Regions from separate parts of the Mus musculus genome. Here region 2 is linked to region 1. A link is a contact called in public Hi-C data. All regions are on one chromosome and are shown on one strand. Each heading gives the region's core, a stretch centred on a gene start, on an enhancer-like site or on the middle of the called end of the contact. The rest is flanking DNA. Distances are from core to core; before and after follow the strand shown.

Region 1 (3,665 bases), core at 342-2,841:
CCCATGAGACCAGCTGCCCCAGGACCAAGGCTCTATTACATGTCACCTGAACTACATCAGGTTTTCTACACCCTTGGAGGTGACCATCTCTTCCTTCATTCTCAGCCTGGTTGACACTGAAAGAAGCCCCCATAGGCAATGGCTGCCTCAATGAAGGGATGGGTGTTTTGGGTGATTGGACAGAGGGCACTGGACATGGATGACTGTGTTGGACTCAAGGCTGAGATGGCCAGGGCTGAGGCAAGGAGGGAAGGAGAGGGGATTGGTTATGAGGTAGAGTTGGGCAAGACCCAAACCCAGTGTCCATGACTTATCGCCCTGTCAGTCACAGGGCGGTCCAGTAGTGTCACGGGCAGCTCCCGCTTAGACCCAAGCCCCATCCCCAAGGAGGGGCCACACAGGAGTGTACAGGTTGTTTATTTACAAATATACCAACATCTTGTCTTTTTTTCTTGCTGTTTCCATTTTCTGCTTTTGTGGGAAGAGGCAGAAGGTGAGTGGAAGGCGGGGGTGGTGATGTGGAAACGCTAATAAATAATTTAACAATGACAAGTTATTAAATAAAATGTGTGTGGGGATGGCAGGCGGGCAGTCTGTACAAGGTAAACGGAAAGAATACGATGGGTGGCCTGGCCCCAGTCCAGCTGCAACAAACGCCCTCCAAGCGGGACCCCAGGGCAGGGCAGCAGCCCAGAGACCATTGGCAATTGCCCCTGTCAAGGGCCACATGTTGAAGGGTCCTTCCTGTCTCCCTGCTCCCAGGCCATGTGTGAGCCTCCTTGTTTCGGGTGTGAGTGTGTGCGCACGTGTGTGAGTGTGCTGCCCCTTCCACGCATCGGTCAGCCCTGGGCTGCAGCGTCCCCCTGGTCCTAGGGGTGCCCAGAGCTCTGAGTCCATCTTCCCCTGCTGAGCGGGGGGGGGGGGGGTACAATCAGACAGACAGGGAGGTGGTCTCACTTCAAAGGGATGTCCCTAAAGGAGGAGAGGCTGCCCTTGAGCTGGATCTCTTATGTAAGGGCAGTTTCTCAATGCCCACCTGCCACTAAGGAAGCCTCCATAACAGCAGGCTGTCTGTGCCACCCCTTGGTCTGACTCTCACCCCTGGTGTGGTGTCTGTGTGTGGGGCCTCTTCTGAGTCTCTGAGGACAGCAGAGAGAAGGGAAGCCTCATGGAATGAATCTACAGATAGGGCCCTGGCTGGGACAAAGCTCAGGTTCTTGTCACTCCTGTGTGACACCTGGACAGGCTCCTTCCTCTCTGCCTGAGCCTCAACATGCCACACCCCCAGCCAGGAGGTGGAACTTGGATTTTCTCTCTCAATTTCTACCTCATTCTCCCATATCCCTCTGCCCTTTCAGGCTGCAGGCTAGCCCCACCCCCCACCTTCAACCCTCCACCACTGCCTCCTTCCAGCCTCAGTTCCAGAAGCCTGAGTGTGCTATCTAACAAGGTCTGGGCAAGATCAAAGGCTGTCTCTTCCCACGGGACAGAAGCCCTTGTCCCTGCAGCAGCCATGTTGTCTCAGCAGGGCAGCAGGCCACAGCCGTGGTGAAAGAATGCTGAGAGTGGCTGCCAGGGCATCTCTGGTGTGGTGGCTGGGGGGACCCTCCTCTGGCAACTTAGAAGTGATAACATCTTCTGGCTTGGGGACACCAGCATGGCAACAGCAGAGGCCAGGGCTGGACTCGGTTTGGAGGACCCTTGGGGTCAGCAGGTGTGGTGAGAACGCATTGGTCCCTGGTGGTGGTGGTGGGGTGCATATGTGAGACAGAGATGGGGACAGACCTAATGTCCTCTCCTCATCTGTGGCTCTGTCACTACGTTGCTGTGAAGCCTTGAGCACATCCCAGCTCTTCTCCTGTCTCAGGTTTCTCAGCAGCGACACAGTCTACTGGATTGCATCTCCCAACTTAAAAAGTGGATGAGAGTAGGCCCGGGTTCCTGGAGCTCCTATTTACCCTGGGTCTGCCCGGAGTATGCACTGTACCATTCAGCCAGGGGCCTGTGCCAGAGGAGGCAAGGGCGAGCCACACAAGCAGCTAGCTCAGGACCACACCTTCAGCATGGAGGATAGTGATAGAATGGGGGACACGGGAGGGCTGTGCTAGCTGCTCTTCCCTGCTGACTCCATATTGTGACATCTGGGTGGGGCTAAGGGGGTCTGAGGTCTCCCCAGAGACAGGAAATTAACCCACGCAGCTTAACTAACCAGGCACAGGAGCCCAAAATGGCGGGCGACAGAGAGATACTCATCCTGCCGTGCTCACAGCTAGAGCTCGGCAGACATCAGGACGGGTGGGTTGGTGGGTGAGGGGTGGCTAGGAGTCTGCGTTAAATGAATGGCAGCCTTCTCCTGGGCTTCTGGCCTGGAACACAGTGCTTGCCAGAGGTTGGGGGGTGGTGTGCGGGGGGGGGGTGACAAGGAAAGAACCACGGCTGCTTCAGCTTCAGGCAGGAAGAGTCCAGGAGACTGGGGGCTGGGGGTGACTCAGGAGGCTGAAATGCTGGTGGCCTATAACTGTGCAAGGATTCTGTGGGGCGCCCCACAGGGCTGACCTGATGCAGCTGAGACAGAGGGAACAGATACAGTGGCTTCAGAGTAACGCCCCAAGCTGACTGAGCCAACAAAAGGAAAGGCAACCAGGTACAAGCGGTGGTCTTCCATGGGCTCTAAGCAATCAACATCCCATCCACACATATTGAAGGAGTTTGTAGCTTGTCACTGTGCCTGTGTGAGGCCCCGGGGAGGGGGGTCATTATGGAACAAGGATGGGGCTCCAAAGTCATGAGACCTAAGCCGCATCAGCAGAGCTAAGGTGCCAAGAGCAGAGAAGGTGCTGGCCTTGTTGAGTGCGAGCTGGCTAAGGTCAGGAGCCCTGCCAGCGGACAGCCTCAGCTGACAGGCAAGAGGAGATTGAGGGTCAGGGGAGCCCACAAGGAGGGCAGCTGGCCATCGCTGGCCCTGGGTAAGAAGAAGGACCGAGGGAGTTAAGTATCGGATGGTACCAAGGGTCAGACTCTTGAGGTCCTCTCCATCTGGAGTGTCTGCTGAGGTCTGTGTATACTGGGTTCTCTGGACTCCAGCTTTGCCCTGGGACCTGTAGGTTTGTGACTACCCTCCTGCCCTGGCAGTCATGACCTGTACAGAGCCTGGGGTCCACCCAGGTCTGTCTGCTCACACCTCAGGCCTACGTCCTTCCTCCCTCTCCAATTGCTCTTAGAGGTAGGCCCTGCTCGCTGACCTCACCGCTGCTTCTGGAAAGGAAAGGCAGCTCTTCCATCTTTGTGTGCGTGTGCACCAGGTGTATATATGCATGCTTGCACAGGTGTGCCTACAGATGTGAGTGGCTTTACGTGCGCGCATCTCTGTCCCTTTGGGTCTCTCTGGGCTTTGTCCACATCCCTCCTCTTGCTGAGACTCCCAGTTCAGGCAGGGCCAAAGAGCCTGTCACACCTGCATGGGCCCTCCTCTCCTGTGCTCCAGCCTAGGGCTGGGAACAGTGACCCTGGGCCTCCCAGGACCCAGAAACCATCCCCCGAGCTAACCAGAAGGGGAAGTGGTCTCCAGCGCAGGACACCCGTATAACTGTTTCTCGGGTACCAGGCACTGTCCCAGGGCTGGCCTTGCAGGGACAATGGAGGTTGGCTGGAAACAGAATGTTTAT
Region 2 (3,558 bases), core at 361-2,860, 120 kb after region 1:
ATTAACAGTTGAAGCATTATTTTAGGAGGACATCCCATGTCTTTTTTTTTTTTTTTAATTAGACATTTTAATTTTAGGTAACAGTTGTAAGGAACAATGCAGAGAGGTCACACTGTTGCCGTCCTCCCGCCAATGGTAACATTGAATACAACTGTGAGGACCCCCACCCCCCACCCGCCCGAGATGAATGCACACAGGTGTGTGTGCATTTAGTTCTGCACACCACATATCTGACACTGTGGTCAGGGAGCAGAATTTGGTACTGAGAAGAGCTCTAGGGGAACGAGGTCTGAAGGAAAATTGTCTAGATTGGCTCTGAAATTTCTGGAATTTGCTTGTTGATATGGTTAGATTTTTAAACTATCTATCATCTAATTATATATCAATCTATCTATATCTATTCATTCATTCATTCATTTATTCGTTCATTTACTTGTATGTGCTTTTGTGTGTGCAGCACGGCACGCATGTGGAGATCAGAGGACAACTTACCAGAGTCCTTTGTCTTCTTCCATTTTTTGGGATCTGGGGATTGGAATCAGGTTCTCAGGGCTGGTGGCAAGTGCTCTCACCTACTGGGCCATTTTGCCAGCCTTGTCCTGGGGTCTTTCTACTCTGCTGGCTTAGAGGTCTTAGTTCCAGGAGATGGACAATACCCCTAGTGGGTAAGACAAGGATTCCATTGAACTGAAAGTTAAGGTGCCCACCGAGACACTTTGGGTTCCTCATGCCTTTGAGTCGGTACTGAAGAAGGGAGTTTCAGTGTTGACAGGGGTGCTGGATCTTGGTGTCAGAGGGAAACAGGCCCTTCGCTTTACAAGGATGTGAGGGGGAGTAAGGCTGGAGCACAGGGGCTTCTTAGGCCAGCTCTTCACAGTACAAGCCCATGATTTAGGTTGGTGAGACCTTAGCAACCAAAGTCAAGTGAAAGCCATGGCTCAGCTCTGCTGCAGTATATTGCTAACAACAAAGAGCTAGATGCTGGCTGCCTAACAAGGAAAAGGGGGTGTGTAGTTCACAGTCTGGGAGGCTGAAAGTCCAAGGTGGGTGGCATCAGACTCTGGGGATGGTCTCCAGCTGCATCATAGCATGGTGGCTCATGGTGACAGATAACAGAGGACACCTTCAATTCACTCTGCTCCCTCTTGTTGAAGTGGTGGGTGTCAGGCTCGAGTGGGCCTACCGTAGTCAATGTAGCTAGGTGGGCTTTGGACTCCCCTTCTCCTGCACAGGGATACCGATCTTTCAGTGTTACAAGCTGTGTCAGCGATGCAGGGACACAGATGAGGGGACACAGAGGGCAGGCATGTTCACTGATAGTCAGGGACACAGCGGAATGTGACTGGAGACAAGGTGGGTTGTAGCTTGTAACAGTGGGATGGGACTGGAAATAGACTGGGACAATGGTTGGGGATCTAGCAGGAAAACACCCTGAAAGACCCTGACTTGGAGCTGTCCCTGGTCCCTCCTGGGGTCTCTCTGCCCACTCCCCTAGCAGCAGACCGCTCCTTGCTGCTCAGCCTCTGAAGTCTCTGAAATCTTATCTCCCATCATGTTCTCTGTTTCCTCCCTGTCCAGACCTCATCTGTCTCCTGCCTCCCCACCCCCACTACCACTCATCTGCGGCCCCTCCCACTCTGTCTGCTGCCTACTGTCAGCCTGGCTCCTGTCTTTCCCTACTCCTGCAGGGAAGAGTTTAAAGTCGTGGCCTAAGGCCCTGCCCGCTGTTTAAAGCATGCTCTGCACCCCGCACCCACAACCCACTGCACCCGCACCCCAACCCATGGCCCCTGTCTTCCCTCTACTAGTAGAGTTTTAGACTGCAGCTGAAGGTGCATCCTGCCCTATCTCCCCCATTCCCCATCCCTGAGGCCTGGCTTTTCCCTGCCCTTCCTCCAGGCAGTGTTTCTGACTCTCCCAGGAAATGCAATCTCCCATTTATCCTGGATTGCCCAGTATAGTGTGTCCCTTGGCTTTGCCTGGCTCATAGCTGCCTGGGATTGGGTCTCCAGTTTAGGCTATGACCCCACCCAGAACAACCCCACCAGATCAACCAACATGGATCTGCTCAAATACAGAAACTGAGGCTCTACACAGGGAAATGGGCTCTGGGAGCAAGCTCTGTATGGAACTCTTGTCAGGTCCTTACCAGTCTCCTGTCTCCACTTCAGGACTGTCTGCAGTGTGGCCCCTTCAGCAAGGCCACTGAGGGGAACACCGCCCCCATCCTGCATCTCCACAGGTCAGCTTCCCAGGGTCAAGATGAGCTCGGAGTGGGTCAGCCGAGGGACTGAGAACTGTCCAACTCTAGAAAGCCATGAATCCAGGCCCTGCCCTTGCCTACCCTGGGGGTCCAGTTGCCCCAACCAGTTCTCCATGTTGAGAAAATCAAACTCCCAGTCCAACTGAGCTGACTTCAAGCCAGCTCTCCATGTAGCAGTGGAGTGCTCCTCCCTGGGTCGACTGTCCGAGTCGGTAAACCTTTGATGAAGAGGACACTCTGCCCAATTTATTACATATTTATTATCACTATTTTATTTTTATTTTATTTGTGTGCATGTGGCTGGAAGTGCTTGTGCGCTTTGTGTGTGTTGCTCCCTGGTCATGCCATGCACCCTATTTTTGAGACAGGGTCTCTCAATGGCCTGTACTCCCCTGTTAGGCGAGGCTGGTCAGCCAGTGAGCCCCAAGGATCTGTTCGTTTTGGCCTTCACAGCACTGAGATTACAAACCCCACCCCACGCCTATTTTGCTGTTGTTTTGTATTTTATATGTGTTTTGTGGATCCAGCTCAGCTCCCATGTGTGTGCACCCCAGTGTGTGCTTTGCCAACTGAATTTTCATTCCAGCAGGGCTAATGAGAATTAGAGAACTTGTCTGGCATACAGCAACCACTCGGACAATTGGTCCGGGACTCAGTCGCTACAGACGGCACCCAAACCTGGGCATGAAGCTTGAGTACAGTGTGTGTGTGTGTGTGTGTGTGTGTGTGTGTGTGTGTGTGTGTATGTGTTAGTGTGAGCATGTGCTCCTGCTGCAGGGGCTGTATCTCCAATTCCTCCCCAGGTGTGAATTCTGCCCAGGTCCAGAGGGTGTGGCCCCATGCAGGTCACGGAAGCAACATGCAGGCAGGCCTCGGGTGTGGAGGCCAGTGTATCACTTGAGGCTGTAGGATCTAGGGTCTGATCTGACTCAGAGACTTCCCACTGGGTGGCCTGGGCGTGTTTTGGTCACCCTTTCTCAGCTTTAGCTTAGCCGTCTGTGAAAACCGGGGCCGATAGACTTCGCCTCATTGGGTCACGGTGCAAAGTCAGAATCAAGAATCATAATTGCTTCCCTGGTAGCTAAGGCCTGACAGTGGGAACTCCAGGCTGCCTTCTCTCTCAGTCCGGGTCCAAAGCCCAAGGTTTCAACTTTATGGCTGCTAGGGACTGCCTCTAGAGGCCCCTGTGTTGAAAAGTTTGCTCCCCAGGGTGCTGCTATGGGGAGGTAGGGAAACCTTTCAGAGGCTGGGCCTAGCAGAAGGCCTCCCCGCCACCGAGCTGTGCCCCAGAGAGG

Evidence for each region. Hi-C and Micro-C count contacts between places; a contact is called where the count stands out from the background.
Region 2: a contact with region 1 is called in a Hi-C map of the N1E-115 cell line, with 2.4 times the contacts expected there. The contact joins two enhancer-like sites. A contact is called at or near these places in 2 of 484 Hi-C or Micro-C datasets (the N1E-115 cell line and nephron progenitors), 1 of 115 datasets of contacts at active chromatin or transcription factors (embryonic stem cells) and 1 of 9 other capture datasets (embryonic stem cells).

What each region holds. Positions count from the first base shown.
Region 1 is chr2:33,560,565-33,564,229 of GRCm38.p6, forward strand. Lmx1b (LIM homeobox transcription factor 1 beta) reads right to left here. Exons shown (of 8, transcript NM_010725.3): 8 at 401-3,665. Among named protein-coding and RNA genes, the nearest start is that of Gm39789, 6.9 kb to the left of the region's middle. Within about 2 kb of position 1,592, at least 3 of the 459 cell types and tissues checked have an H3K27ac peak or open chromatin away from gene starts, as enhancers often do. A contact at or near this core is called in the N1E-115 cell line, where this site is marked.
Region 2 is chr2:33,676,026-33,679,583 of GRCm38.p6, forward strand. No RefSeq gene overlaps it. Among named protein-coding and RNA genes, the nearest start is that of C130021I20Rik, 37 kb to the left of the region's middle. Within about 2 kb of position 1,611, at least 3 of the 459 cell types and tissues checked have an H3K27ac peak or open chromatin away from gene starts, as enhancers often do. A contact at or near this core is called in the N1E-115 cell line, where this site is marked.